3 separate regions of the Hordeum vulgare genome follow, and all the other regions are linked to region 1. Evidence: chromatin contacts called from public Hi-C data. All regions are on one chromosome and are shown on one strand. Each heading gives the region's core, a stretch centred on a gene start, on an enhancer-like site or on the middle of the called end of the contact. The rest is flanking DNA. Distances are from core to core; before and after follow the strand shown.

Region 1 (4,930 bases), core at 956-3,455:
GACTGGTGCAGAAAATAATCGATGTGACTACATTTGATATGCTAGCCCATTGGCCATAGTAACTTCTCAGATCACATTTTGATCAATTGCTGAGATAGCAGGAAAATATTGACAGGTAGAGACAATAGAAGCAATAGTTACCTTTCTTAGCATCAGGAAGGCGTCCTTCACGGGGACAAACTGACGAATCCTGATTCAGGTCCAAAGCAGTTAATATATAAGCATCAGGAACAATGCATCCATTTCTGAAGAAATGATATTTCACATACACGTCTTCCAGGGATGAACTCAACGGTTGGACCCCCGGTGACTTCAACTGCAACTACTCCGGCAAGCTGGAAGTAAGATGTAGTTAGTAAATCGCTATAGAATTCACATATTTGCTGTACTCAATAGGGAGCATCAGCTCACATATGTGGAAGAGTATAGATGTTTTAGCTGTCAGTGCTCGCTTAATTTAGACGAGCCGACTCAACCAAATTGTCAATTACCTGATGAAGGTCTGCATATGTAATCTTTGGATGCTTCGCTTTAATAGGCTCTGGCAACAAAAGACAGTTCAATTTCACTTATTTCAGCAGTGAAGAAAGGAACGACAACAATAAACCAACAATTCTGAAATTAGTTAGTCGTGCGATTTTGCACAGTTTTATTAGTACCAAAGTTGCAATTCTGTCAAGACCCTCTCAGAAGATAAAATGGAAGCCTCTAAGAATTCTCTCACTTGTACATGCAGTGATGTGAATAAAGCAGAATACATAAGTATGCAATAGTTTACAACAGACCAACTAGGGTACTGTTAAATTCCGTGTGCAATCATCCTAAATTGTTCAACTTGCCAAAGGAAAATCAGTTGCAATCTTGTCCTTAAGCCATTGCATGGCGTACAGCAATAGAAACAGAACTTTAGATTATGAGAAACTAAGGAGAATGCCCAAAACATATTTCCTTAGCTTAAAGGGCCCTCGTATAAGAAAATGAATATTTTTACAAAGCCATCTACTAGTATATTGGGTATTGGGTAAATAATACATACCAAGGAGATCAATAGCAATTTTTAAGCCAGCATTTGAACCATGGGTGTACTCTTCCTCGTATCTAATTGAACCATTTGCACCACCAGTTCTTGTGTTCACATCATAGGTGCCAGCATCATGCCATCTGCAAGGGAGACCGGAGAAACTGAGTCTTCCCAATGGAAAAGCATATGACTCCAGGAGACACACAAACCGTAACCACACAGGCAAAAAAACTGGAAGGCAGATTTAGTTTTATGGATGTTACTTATTAGATCTATACAATACAGAGGAAGCAGTGTATACCTGGATTCCTGCAACACATCAAAAAATAAATCTACATGTTCAGAACTTCAGATGATGCCAAAGTTTGTATCCCTTGCATTCCCAGTGTGCATGGGCAGCTGATCCTATTAATACATCACATATTTCTTCCAAAGTGCATATAATAGCACCCATCTCCCTTAAACACCACGTGTAAAGAAAAGTTCAAGAGATCGAAGTGCGAGAAGGGTAAGCGATTCTGCAAACATTTGGCATGTGGGGCAGCTCTCAACTTCTCATGCCACTGTACAACACTATACAGTATGTGAACTAAATACCATATCCTCCTCGTTAGAAAATAATCGTAGCCATACAGCCGAAATTCGTAATCGCTCGAATCTCCAAAACCATGCACGTAAGGTGTTTGTCAAATTGACTTGCCCAAAACCGATACGAGAAACATTGAACACTCCATGTCAGGCCAGCGAGGCTTGATATCTGCGGGCCGCGGCAGTAATAAACCAAACCCATTAGTTTAAATCGCAGGCCTCGAGAGCTGTCAGGCGGCGTGAACCAGGAGCAGACGAGCACACGCAAGCAGCAGTATGGAGTAGGAGTAGGAGCAGGAGACAGGGGCTGGGCGTACGTACGCGAGGCGGAGCATGATGGGGGCGCATCCCTTGGAGGCGATGAGGGCACGGAGGGCGCGGCGCGCCCTGTCGACCTGGCGCAGGTACTCGGCGTCCACCACCGGAGCCGCCATCGCGGACGACCCTAGAAGAGAAGAGATCGGCGGGGCGGGGAGCGAGGCGAGGAGCGTTTGGGCTAAGAGGAGAAAGGGGCAGCAGCGGCTGGAGTGTGAATGGGGCGGAGGCGACGAGATAACGCGAAGCCAGCGATTGGCTGCTCCGCGCCGTCGAGTCGTGTTCCGCCGTCTTGGTTTTACTTGGATCCACGCTACATGTGTACACTGCTGATGTCGTGTGGGCCCCGCCGTCAAACTGTCAGTTGTTCCGTTGTGCTAACTATCAGCCGATTTTTTAGGCTTTTCTCGGCCAAATTCCCACCTTGTACTTTTCTATCAAAAAATAAGTATCGTTGCTTTAATATAAAAGCTATATTAGCTTAATATTATTAAATTTACATCATTTATTTTGGAACGGATGGAGTATAACATATCTCATATACAAGACTACAACGTATCTTAAGGACATTTTTAATGGTGTCCCGCAAATTGGACATCTTCTCTTGATGCGACAACAAGATGGCGAGGGCGACGACAAAGGTGGAGCAACTGCTCGAGCAAGACCTCCAGCTATCGCTAGAACTCCTTGTCTGTTGCGCGGACTCGGCAAGGAGGGGGCGGTTAATGCTGCTCCTCGTCATCCTAGTAGAGCAGGACATCATCATTCGTCGACGACGTCGTGGAGGATAACGACTCAGAGACCGTTTGCGGCGGTGCCAAGTCCGTAGAGAGAACCCCCTCCCCCCTCAACGCCGAGAATCATGCGCTAGTGTGTGAACTACCCATCGCGTCGGCGTACGATTGGATTGGATACCGACGGTTGTGCGGGGAGTAGAGGAGAGGCAAGGCGGCAGTCTGTTGATTGGAGAGGAGATGGAGTTGGCTAGCATTGGGATCATGCTTAAAGATCTCGCCAAGGTGGCTTCAATGCGGTGGTGCGATCGAAATAGGCTTCTCGTCGTCATGTCTCATTTTAGCGGTGTCATGTGATGAGTAATATTTTGCACTCACTACACCATTGTTTAAACCAAATAATTACAGAATATTTGAGAGTATAATTACGATGCTGCCACTAGCAACTAATGACTGCATGTATTTGTGAATTCATTTGTTTAATGTGTTTTCATGATAAATGAACCCAAATATAATAGAAAATCATCACATAGAAGGAAACACCAAGTACGAGAACCAAGTCAAATCAATTGGACCCTTGGAGGCACCAACTCAGGGAGTTCGGAACTAAGGGGTCCTCGGACGGTCGGCCCATCTCTTACAGACCGACCTAATGGGCCTTGTTGTTGAAGACTGGAATGTGTGACGACCTCATATTCAGGAAGGAAATCTCCAAAGACTGATGTGTCATCCAAGATAAGTAGGCTAGATCGGCGCATCTGTCCCCGGCTGGAGGTCGGTTGTATGTAACCCTAGAAACCCCTGGTGTCTATATAAATCAGAGGGTTTCATTCGTATAAGCAGGTTGACTCATCTAGGGTTTTAGCTTAGACGATCTCGAGGTAGATCAACTCTATAATTCTCATCCACATCAATATAATCAAGCAGGATGTAGGGTTTTACCTCCTCAAGAGGGCTCGAACCTGGGTAAACATTGTCTCCTCCGTCCCCTGTAACCCATCGATTCAAGGTCCACAGCTCGAGACCCCCTACCCGAGATCCACCGATTTTGACACCGACATTGGTGCTTTCTTTGAGAGTTCCGTTGTGAGATAACCACATGGATTGATAGCTCGTTTAATCATCAACGATCAAATCAGCAACAGGGACATCTTTGTTCCCAGGCAGGTTCTCGCGTTCGGCAGCTTCACGCTACGCATCGACCTAACCGGCCACCTCGGGTAGGAGGCTTCGTCCTCGGTCAGGAGATAAGGTTTGGGAATCTCGAATTCTTCACCGACTTCCGGGGCGATCTTTTCCCCGCTAAGATCATGGTTTCGTCCGATGAGCTCCAAAATCCCGAAGCCTTGACTTCGGCTCTCTTGCTCGACCATGCCGTCGGTCCCCTCTTTGTCGGAGAGTTGGCTTCGAGCCTGAACCCGACCTCAGTGCCCGAGCAACAACAAACGGCTTTTGTCGAATACGCATCCCTCATGGAAGCCACAGAGGTCAACTCCGAAAGTCGTCAAGAGATCGATTAGGGCAGCCTCTCGATGTTAAAGGAGACGCTCGACCGGATCCAGTCGTTGAAAATCGTGGACAACCTGAGCTTAACCTATACTCGGATCGGTCTGGATGCGGAATATGAGGACTTTTACAGCCCACCCACCACCCACGTGGTAGCCACCATCAAAGACTTAGCAGACATGTTGGATTACGCCTCCAAGGAGGTTGAAGACATGGATGATGAGGCCGATGACCCCGCCCCTGTAAATACCGGGTGGTGGGCTCCCACCTCCACCTACGACGTCTACATGGTGGACACACCCGACGACAATGGAGATCATACCCCCAAACAAAACGGTGATAAGTCTGGGGAGGAGCCATCAAAGCGCCGAAGGCAGCGTAAGCGGGTGTAACGACTAAGATGCGATCCTTTCCGGTTTAGGGGAACGAGGCCCCAAAGAGGAAAGAAGCGCATCTAAGCGTTTCGCAAGCACGGTAACATAGCACATACATAATAATAGAATGACAATTAGGGATTCAACTGCCATGTCATAAATAATATCAAAGTTTACATTACGCATTCAAACAAGGTAGTTCCGCTACGGACTACAAAACATGAGAAATGACTATGCTGCCCTGCATGCTTGCCCACGATCACGACCATGCCTCAGTCTTCTGGATAGTTCATGTACAAGCGGTCGGTCTCCTCATCGTACTGCCACGCCAGCTGCGTGCCGTCGGGATCACCTGTGTCGGGCGTACTTGTACCTGTTGGGGTGTTGAAGTA
Region 2 (4,930 bases), core at 1,346-3,845, 220 kb before region 1:
GGAGTTCCAATCCCGAATCCAAACGCAAAACGCAACGCATATTGTGTAAAACTAAACAAGTCTTTATACGACTTAAAACAGTCGGGTCGCATGTGGTACAACCGACTTAGTGAGTTCTTTTTGAAAAAAAGATACTCCAATAATGATGATTGCCCATGTATTTTCATAAAAAAGTCCGCAGCCGGATTTTGCATTATTTCAGTGTATGTTGATGATCTTAACATCATTGGAACCACCGAAGATATTGATGAAGCACGCAATCACTTAAAGACGGAATTTGAAATGAAGGATTTGGGTAAAACGAAATTTTGCTTAGGATTACAAGTTGAGCACCTTCCCTCGGGTATTTTGGTTCATCAAACCGCCTATATCCAAAAAATATTAGAGAAATTCAATACGGACAAATCCTATCCATCCAAAATCCCTATGGTAGTTCGTCTCTAGACATAGAGAAAGATCAATTTAGACCAATGGATGATGGAGAAAAGATATTAGGACCTGAAGTCCCATATCTTAGTGCCGTTGGAGCGCTCATGTATCTTGCAAATTGCACCAGACCTGACATTGCATTTGCAGTAAATTTATTAGCTAGACATAGCGCAGCTCCCACTAAACGCCATTGGATCGGAGTTAAGAATATCTTTCGATATCTCCAAGGCACAAAGGATCTTGGCCTATTCTTTCAATTTCAAAGAAATTTGGACATTGATTTGATTGGGTATACAGATGCTGGCTACTTATCTGACCCCCATAATGCCAGATCACAAACCGGTTTCGTGTTCCTACATGGTGGGACAGTCATATCATGGAAATCTTCCAAGCAGACCCTAGTGGCTACATCCACCAATCATTCTGAAATAATCGCATTATATGAAGCGTCACGTGAATGTGTATGGCTTCGCAGAATGATAAACCACATACAAAAATCATGTGGTAAAGGTCTTATCAAATCTCCAACCGTTATCTATGAAGATAATGCTGCTTGTGTTGCTCAAATGCAAACGGGTTACATAAAGAGCAATATCACTAAGCATATTTCTCCTAAATTATTTTTTCCCCATCAATTACAGAAGAAAGGGAAAATAAATATTTTGCAAGTTAAATCGTGCGATAATCTCACTGACCTATTTACAAAATCACTCCCAGCTTCAACATTTGAAAAATATGTTCATGGGATAGGTATGCGAAGACTTCGGGATTTGCAAAGATCAGGGGGAGTTTCTCTCTCTGAAAAATAACCCGTTTAAACATTATATTGCACTCTTTTTCCCTTTATGAGTGTACTTCCATAGTTCTCATCAAGGTTTTTAATGAGACAATATCAACATAAGATCATATGTCATACTGTCCGTTTTTCCCCATCGGGGTTTTTAGGAAAAGTATATACGAGGTATTTTTGTCCTCTAATTTTATGGATACATTTCATATAGAATTAACAGAGGCAATAATCATTATATGTTGTATCATTTTCCCCTTATTTTCCCACAGGGTTTGAAGGAGTTTTAGCAGCATATACTATACTACTCCTCATATTTTTTCCATAGGGTTTTTGGAGGAGACTATTTCAAGATGATGAACATACTCAAGGACAAGTATAGATTAGGGGGAGTGTTAGAGTTTAATTAGTTAATGTAATTAGTTAACTTAATCTCTACTTGTAACTGCACGTGGGCATCTCGACGACCGAACCAACACTTCGTTCCTGGAGCGACGCCTCCAGGAACCGCCTCGTCGTACCGTCGCATTCTTTGAAAGCGACTGTTCCACGTATATATATGTTCATTCATCAATGAAAAACAGAGTTTGATTACATTTCCTCACAATTTGAATTCAAATACAATGACCACGTATTTATCGAGAGGAGAGGAGAAATGATATGGCCAAGTACATCCATGCTTCACTCACCGCTCTTTTAAGAGCTAGCTACTCCAGGCGTGCTGGATCGGAACTACAGTGACAGCACTGGAAGAATGTCATTGTCCCATGTGAACGCTGCTGGATTTTGGGAACTCCCAACAGCAGCGTGTGTGGTCCATCCGATCGGTCCTACTCCATCTACCGTCGCCGATCTGATAATGGCTCCACCTCCACTTAATTATCAATATTAATTAGCAGCGTTGGCTCGGTAGCTGATGTCATAGCAGCACTTGAGCTCCCCATGACAGATTTTGACCGCAAGTACTACTCCGTCCGTTCCTAAATATAAGTATTTTTTAGAAATTTCACTAATAGACTACATACGAATGTATATTAGACATATTTTAGAGTCTAGATTCATTTATTTTACTTCGTATGTAGACCTCTAGTGAAATCTTTTAAAAGACTTATATTTAGAAACAGAGGAACTACATGAGTGGGTGCTGCTCCCCTGTCCTATCGGATTTTAACACCTTGTCAGTTACCTCACTTGAGGATGTTTTAAGAAAGATAATCTCATATGCGTAGACGTATCCTCCGCACCACAGCGCACAGCGACGTTGTGAGTAATTTGAGCAGCAGCAGCGTCGTGAAAGTAACAGCAATCCAAGGGCAGGAAGATTAAACATGAATGAAAGAAGCAAGCCGGAAGAGCGTGGAAGCTCCTGCTGCCTACCAAACGTATCACCCGGAAAACTGGCGATTCAGACTGATGTGTGCATGTACTATATAGATAGCTTTGGTGATCACTTGCAAGATGATGGAAAACGACCTCTTGTCTTCTACCCTCATCTTGAAAAACCATGGATCTCTCTTTGATTGTGGGTTGTGACACTTCACTATCCTGGTCTATAGTCTATACACGCATCAAGAACAAGAGTTTTGGTGTAGAAACTTGATTCATGCGAATAAACAATATATAACCGTTTCTGTTTATAAAATTCAGCGGGCTACAAGGACCATAAGATGAGTCGCATTATGCAATTTTTAAAGTGCATGGGGTGTGCGTTGTTGCACTGACAAGAAGCTGTACTTTTTTTCCATGTTACCCTCCATGCCGGCCATTTTTTTCTTAAAGATCCGGCGATGGTCGGCTTGTATTAAAATAGCAGGAAGCACATGGAGAAGCAATACAACAAAGGGTGGGGGTGATCAATGAATCAAGGATGTAAGAGGAAGAACATACAAAAAAAGAGGGATGAGGTAGCTAGTAGACTCTCATGGTGGTTCCCCAAAAGGGTGCTCTAGATGTATTGCGCCCGCGTCGCGCCACAGTCTAAGGGTTCCGTTGATTTCCTCCTTGATGTCTTGGGCTTGCCCCTTCTTGTTTCTGAAAGTGCATTCGTTTTTCTCCTTTCAGATCGCAGCAAGGATTATGATGACCATAGTTTTGATTGCCTTGTTGTGCTCTGCCGGTGCATTGCTTATCATTTTGGATATGATAGGTGCTGACTCGCTACTGCAGGACCAATTGGTTGGGTGGAGGGAACTGCAACCGACATACACTGCCACCTGCGACCACACTGCTAATGCTATCGGGCATTGCCAGAACAATTGCACTGATGACTCAAGGTTTCTCAGGCACAGTTGGCAGAAATAGTTGTTTGCCCACACTAGTGGAAAACGGGCCTTTGGCAGGGACCCTTTAGTCCCGGCCTGCCTCTGGGCCGGGACTAAAGGCCCGGCCACGTCGCCCCAATTCTCAATGCCTCCCTCGAGGCTTTAGTCCCGGCCCGTAAGGAGCCTTTAGTGCCGGTTCGTGTCCCAAACCGGGACTAAAGGGCTACGCGGTGGGCAGTGGTGGTGGCAACCGTTCGTATCCCCCTTTAGTCCCGGTTAGTGGCTCAACCCGGGACTAAAGGCCTAACACGTGGCTTGCCGTAGTCGTGGCAACCATTGGTATACCTCTTTAGTCCCGGTTGGTGGCTCAACCCGGGACTAAAGGCCCAAACGGTTTGCATCCCGCGTCGTTTCGGGCGATGAAAAGCACGAACCGAAGCAGATTCGCCATTTCTCTGTTTCTTCTTCTCTCTCGCTCTCGCTCTCTGTTCTTCTCCTCTCTTCTTCCCTTCTCTTCTTCCACCATGCCAACTCGCTTTGGATAGGTGCTCGCACATGGCAAGACCATGCTCGATGTCGTGTACACGAACGAGAGCAGGGAGATGGCGTATTTTCTTGAACAGTTGAAGGAACGATGGCTTGACGCCGCAATGGATCATGAGAAGTTCTTGGGGCTTGATCTGGAGTACACGGCCGATCAACGCGGTGTTGCCGTCATCCAACTATGCTTCACACACCATGTCTTGATCTTCCAATGGGCGAGGTAAGTTTTGAGGCTTTCTTTGATCCAAGGTAATGACATTGTAAGTTTATTTGTTTCAATCATAGTTGGTTCCCTTCAAATAGTTGTAGTGAAACAATTTTGATTAGTTGAAGGGGAACACAATCTGATTGGAATAGTGTTCCATAATCTGAAAAATCGTATTAGAATCAACTAGTGTTTAATATGTTCCATTGGAATCATAGTTGGTTCGCTTCAAATAGTTGTAGTGAAACAATTTTGATTAGTTGAAGGGAACACAATCTGATTGGAATAGTGTTCCACAATCTGAAAAATCTGATTGGTTCAATATGTTCCATTGAAATCATAGTTGTAGTGATACAATTTTATGTGGTGTTCTTTGATCCAAGGTTATGAAAATTGCATATAGCTAGTGATCTCTCTAGGTTCCATTGGATAGCAATATGATATGTCATAGTCATGAAAATTGCATATAGCTAGTGATCTCTCTAGGTTCCATTGGATAGCTATAGTGATCTCTCTAGGTTCCATTGCATATGTCCTATTTGAATCCTAAAGATAAATTTCTCTTTAGTTGTAGTGAAACATGTTTCCTTATTGCAGCAGTATGTAACATTTGTTCCATTTTAATTTGTTTCTGTTGCAGTAGTGACAAGCATTGTCCAGAACTCATGGACTTCCTTCGCAGCGGCATCACTTTGCTACCGTTGA
Region 3 (4,930 bases), core at 665-3,164, 170 kb before region 1:
GTTTCGTAGCAATACACGGTCATTGTACTAGTAGAAAAACAGGTTCATTTTCGTTGGTAAAAAAGAAAAATAAGGAAAATTTCAGCCTTTTGGTTTGTCTCTTCAGACCGGTCCGGACATCGAAGCAACACAAAAGTGGCTCCAATAAAATCTAGCGAGGACAGGAGTGCACCAACACAACACAAAGCGACGCCTCCAACTCAACTCAAAACCAATCCGATCCAATCCAGCAACAACCAAACCGGGGAGGGCCGCTGCTTTTCCTTTGCAGCGGGCGGGCGGGCAGCATTTCAACTTGCTGCCGCCCTACCCGAAACACAACAGGGCAAGGCAGCCCTAGCCTCTCCAACCAATCTGCACCACCAGCACAACGGACCCTCCATAACCCAAGTACACAAGAACATCTTGAAACTGAGGAATCCCACGAGGAAGGAGGGCAGCTAAAACCACAACGACACTTATTTTGTACTAACTAACGATAAGTAGTATAGTAGTACTCAGTTGTCATATTCTTACTTGGGAAAGTGTTTCATTTGCCACTTCTCTTATCAGGATGTTTGAGAGAGATGTTTCGAGAGACATGACAACATGGGAAACCGCACTGAATTTAGTATCTACCACTGTTAGACAGTACTGTATTATTTCATTCCATTCCATTTCATCAGTGGAGCAGTAATAATTTACATGAAACTGAGCAGAGCGAGGAGGGCAGAGAGGATCTCGCTACAAATCCTCTATCACCTAATAATACCAGTCTCCTCCTCACCTTCTAATAGGAGTAGGAGTAGTATATCTTTTCCTAAAAGCTAAATAAAAACTTGGTAGGAGGGAGGGAGCAACAATTTACAGCAGAAAGTTTGATGGAATAATTATTCCCAAATTTCTATTTCATCTCGAGGCTTCTGAAGTCGAGCATGCCGGCCCTTAGGCCCAGGAAGTTGCTGCTGCAGCTGCACTCCGTCGCCGCTCCTCTCACTCGTAGGATGCTGCAGCGGAAGCAGAGGCCGCCGCCGCCGCCCTGCAGCTGCTCCATCTTGACCGGCTTCGCGCATGCTCTCGCCGGCGGCCGTTCCTCAACCTCTTGGAACGGCAGGCTGATGCAGAGGTCCAGGTTGAGGTCCGGGCACCTGGGCGGCTTGCTCTCCTCCGTCACCGGCTCCGCCTTGGGCGGCTCTGGGTGGACAAAGGAGACGGTGGTGCCGGCGGCGTCGGTGACGGGGCGGTGCGTGACGGGGTCGATCCCCCTGCCGAGCAGCTTCCTCCGGATGTGCGTGTTCCAGTAGTTCTTGATCTCGTTGTCCGTCCTCCCCGGCAGGCGCGCGGCGATGAGCGACCACTTGTTGCCGAGGAGGCTGTGGAGCTTGACGATGAGCTCGTCCTCGTCGCGGCTGAAGTTGCCGCGCTTGAGGTCGGGGCGGAGGTAGTTGATCCACCTGAGGCGGCAGCTCTTGCCGCAGCGCAGCAGGCCGGCGGCGCTGGGCAGCGAGCGCCAGCACCCCTCCCCGTGCGCCCGGACGTGGGCCACCAGCCGCTCGTCCTCCTCCCTCGTCCACGCGCCCTTGTTCGTGTGCGCCTTCTCGCAGCACGGCGACCGCCCCATGGCCGCTCGCTCCGATCTTGATGGTTGTGTGTACGTCTATCCGCCTTGCTTGGCTCCCTCACGTGTGGCGTGTGCGTGCTAGATTGGGGGGGAGGAAAGGGCGGGCGGATTTATATAGGCGGCTCCTCTGCTCTGCTCTCTTGGGGAGGTAGGCGCGCGCGCGGGAGAGAGAGCGAGGGGATGATGATGATGATGATGATGATGAGTTGGTTGGTTTGGTGGAAGGAGAGTCGAGGTGGTTAGGGTGACGGCATGCCACGACCGGGCCTCGTCGAGCGTGCGGGGATTTTTCTCGGCGCGCGCGACCCGAGCGAACATGCAGGCAGGGAAGGGGAAGGCAACGACGGAGGTAGGTACAAAGCGAAAGCGCCTGTTGCTGCATCTATCTGTACTCGTATAGGTAGGCTGCTAGAGAGTGCGCAACGGTGAACGGTGGCGTCGGCCTGTGCGGTGCTGACACATGGGGCGGCCGGGCGGTGATACGTATGAGGTATGACCTGCCTACTTTGCCTACATGCACGAACCGAATTTGCGTGCAGCTCGCTCTTGATTTTCCCGCCACCGTGTAACGAGGCCCCTTTCAACACGTACGAGTACCTGGTACAGGTGTTAAGATTGTCAGTCAACGAATACCTTGATTTTAGAGATTTTCGAAACACGTCTTTCGGACCGTGATGAAGGAAGTAGACAAAAAATCTAATATAGCAAGTTAATTAAGAGAGAGAGATGAGTATGATGAAGGAGGAGGTAACAATCCTAAGCGTGTGAAGCTAGTCAAGACACTTAAATGAAAGAAACCCATCAAAGCATGAAGAACTTTAGTTGCAAAACCATCAAATGAAGGATGCTTAGCAATAACAAGTTAAACATCATTGCATTGAAGATTTTAGTTGCTAAAATTTTCAATGTGCTTAACATCTCATATAAACACCTTTACATTAAAAGAGGTGTGAAATATCCAAATAGCAAGGAACTAAAATTGTTTCCTCTATTCTCCAGTTTATTACTCCTGTAACGACTAAGATGCGACACTTTTCTTATTTAAGGCGAGGCCTCAAAAGAGGAAATAGTCGCATCTAAGAATTTCGCAAGCAGGATAAATATTGCAGTATATAATAGATGCAAGAGTAATAAGATTTGGCTTACACTCGGCACATGCTAAATTACAGACTCCTCAAACTCGTTTCCCACACCCGTTGCTACCCAAAGAAACAATCACCCAATAAACACCAGCAAGTGATAATGCAACAAACGATATGATGCATGTATGGCATACACTTCAATGCACGCACAGAAATAATCCTACTCAAATGACAAAGTACCACCTCATCACAAAATCGCACTTTTGCAGAACTACTCAAAAGTGAAATCCAGTGTCACTATTGAATTCCTTGGGTTTTTTTTACCCCAAATCTATATATCATACTGCTATACTTGCATGCATAAAATCAACACAAAACTCAAAAGGAAATCTACCCAGAATCATAAACACTATATACCAAAATCAGAGGTTCAGTTTGCACATGACAGATTTGGCATATTCCTCTTCTGGAGTATTCCAGATATGAAAAATAGATCAAAAACAATTAAAATAAACAACACACACAATTAACAGGGGGCCCACTGGTCATACTCATTAGGACCCCTAGTACATGACAGGTGGGCCCCGTGGCCGACATGTCAGTGGCACCTACACACACTAGAATGTCAGTGGCCGATATGATGCATGTATGGCATACACTTCAATGCACACACAGAAATAATCCTACTCAAATGACAAAGTACCACCTCATCACAAAATCGCACTTTTGCAGAACTACTCAAAACTGAAATCCAGTGTCACTATTGAATTCCTTGGGTTTTTTTTACCCCAAATCTATATCTCATACTACTATACTTGCATGCCTAAAAACAACACAAAACTCAAAAGGAAATCTACCCAGAATCATAAACACTATATACCAAAATCAGAGGTTCAGTTTGCATATGACAGATTTGGCATATTCCTCTTCTGGAGTATTCCAGATATGAAAAATAGATCAAAAACAATTAAAATAAACAACACACACAATTAACGGGGGGCCCACTAGTCATACTCATTAGGACCCCTAGTACATGACAGGTGGGCCCCGTGGCCGACATGTCAGTGGCACCTACACACACTAGAATGTCAGTGGCCGATATGATGCATGTATGGCATACACTTCAATGCACGCACATAAATAATCCTACTCAAATGACAAAGTACCACCTCATCACAAAATCGCACTTTTGCAGAACTACTCAAAATTGAAATCCAGTGTCACTATTGGATTCCTTGGGTTTTTTTTACCCCAAATCTATATATCATACTGCTATACTTGCATGCATAAAAACAACACAAAACTCAAAAGGAAATCTACCCAGAATCATAAACACTATATACCAAAATCAGAGGTTCAGTTTGCATATGACAGATTTGGCATATTCCTCTTCTGGAGTATTCCAGATATGAAAAATAGATCAAAAACAATTAAAATAAACAACACACACAATTAACGGGGGGCCCACTGGTCATACTCATTAGGACCCCTAGTACATGACAGGTGGGCCCCGTGGCCGACATGTCAGTGGCACCTACACACACTAGATAGTACATGACAGGTGGGCCCCGTGGCACCTACACACACTAGAATGTCAGTGGCCGATATGATGCATGTATGGCATGCACTTCAATGCACACACAGAAATAATCCTACTCAAATGACAAAGTACCACCTCATCACAAAATCGCACTTTTGCAGAACTACTCAAAACTGAAATCCAGTGTCACTATTGGATTCCTTGGGGTTTTTTTACCCCAAATCTATATATCGTACTGCTATACTTGCATGCATAAAAACAACACAAAACTCAAAAGGAAATCTACCCAGAATCATAAACACTATATACCAAAATCAGAGGTTCAGTTTTCATATGAGAGATTTGGCATATTCCTCTTCTGGAGTATTCCAGATATGAAAAATAGATCAAAAACAATTAAAATAAACAACACACACAATTAACGGGGGGGCCCACTGGTCATACTCATTAGGACCCCTAGTACATGATAGGTGGGCCCCGTGGCCGACATGTCAGTGGCACCTACACACACTAGAATAAAAAGGGTCTCGTGGGGGATTTGAACCCACAACCTCTCCCACACACAGACACACACGCACTCTACCACTAGGCTAAGACATGGTAGTCGACTACAAAGGGGAAGAATCACACCTATTCTATCTATTCGTCCAAGTGCAACACAGGGGAAAACCTCAAAATATAAAACGGGGCCCCAGGGTTCGAACGCAT

Evidence for each region. A called contact is a pair of places that touch in the nucleus more often than the background predicts.
Region 2: a contact with region 1 is called in a Hi-C map of leaf, with 6 times the contacts expected there. The contact joins the enhancer-like site here to the promoter of LOC123407919 in region 1. A contact is called at or near these places in 2 of 6 Hi-C or Micro-C datasets (leaf and seedling).
Region 3: a contact with region 1 is called in a Hi-C map of seedling, with 4 times the contacts expected there. The contact joins the promoter of LOC123412860 here to the promoter of LOC123407919 in region 1. A contact is called at or near these places in 3 of 6 Hi-C or Micro-C datasets (leaf and seedling) and 1 of 1 datasets of contacts at active chromatin or transcription factors (embryo).

Annotation. Positions count from the first base shown.
Region 1 is chr7H:238,074,714-238,079,643 of MorexV3_pseudomolecules_assembly, forward strand. LOC123407919 (probable L-ascorbate peroxidase 4, peroxisomal) reads right to left here and starts at 2,206. Exons shown (of 9, transcript XM_045101161.1): 1 at 1,931-2,206; 2 at 1,037-1,161; 3 at 492-541; 4 at 270-335; 5 at 142-190. The coding sequence starts at 2,043.
Region 2 is chr7H:237,853,081-237,858,010 of MorexV3_pseudomolecules_assembly, forward strand. No RefSeq gene overlaps it. Among protein-coding and RNA genes, the nearest start is that of LOC123412860, 55 kb to the right of the region's middle. Within about 2 kb of position 2,596, at least 2 of the 3 cell types and tissues checked have open chromatin away from gene starts, as enhancers often do. A contact at or near this core is called in leaf, where this site is marked.
Region 3 is chr7H:237,908,624-237,913,553 of MorexV3_pseudomolecules_assembly, forward strand. It overlaps LOC123412860 (myb-related protein Zm38-like), which reads right to left and starts at 1,915. Exons shown (of 1, transcript XM_045105805.1): 1 at 624-1,915. The coding sequence starts at 1,600. The coding sequence ends at 884.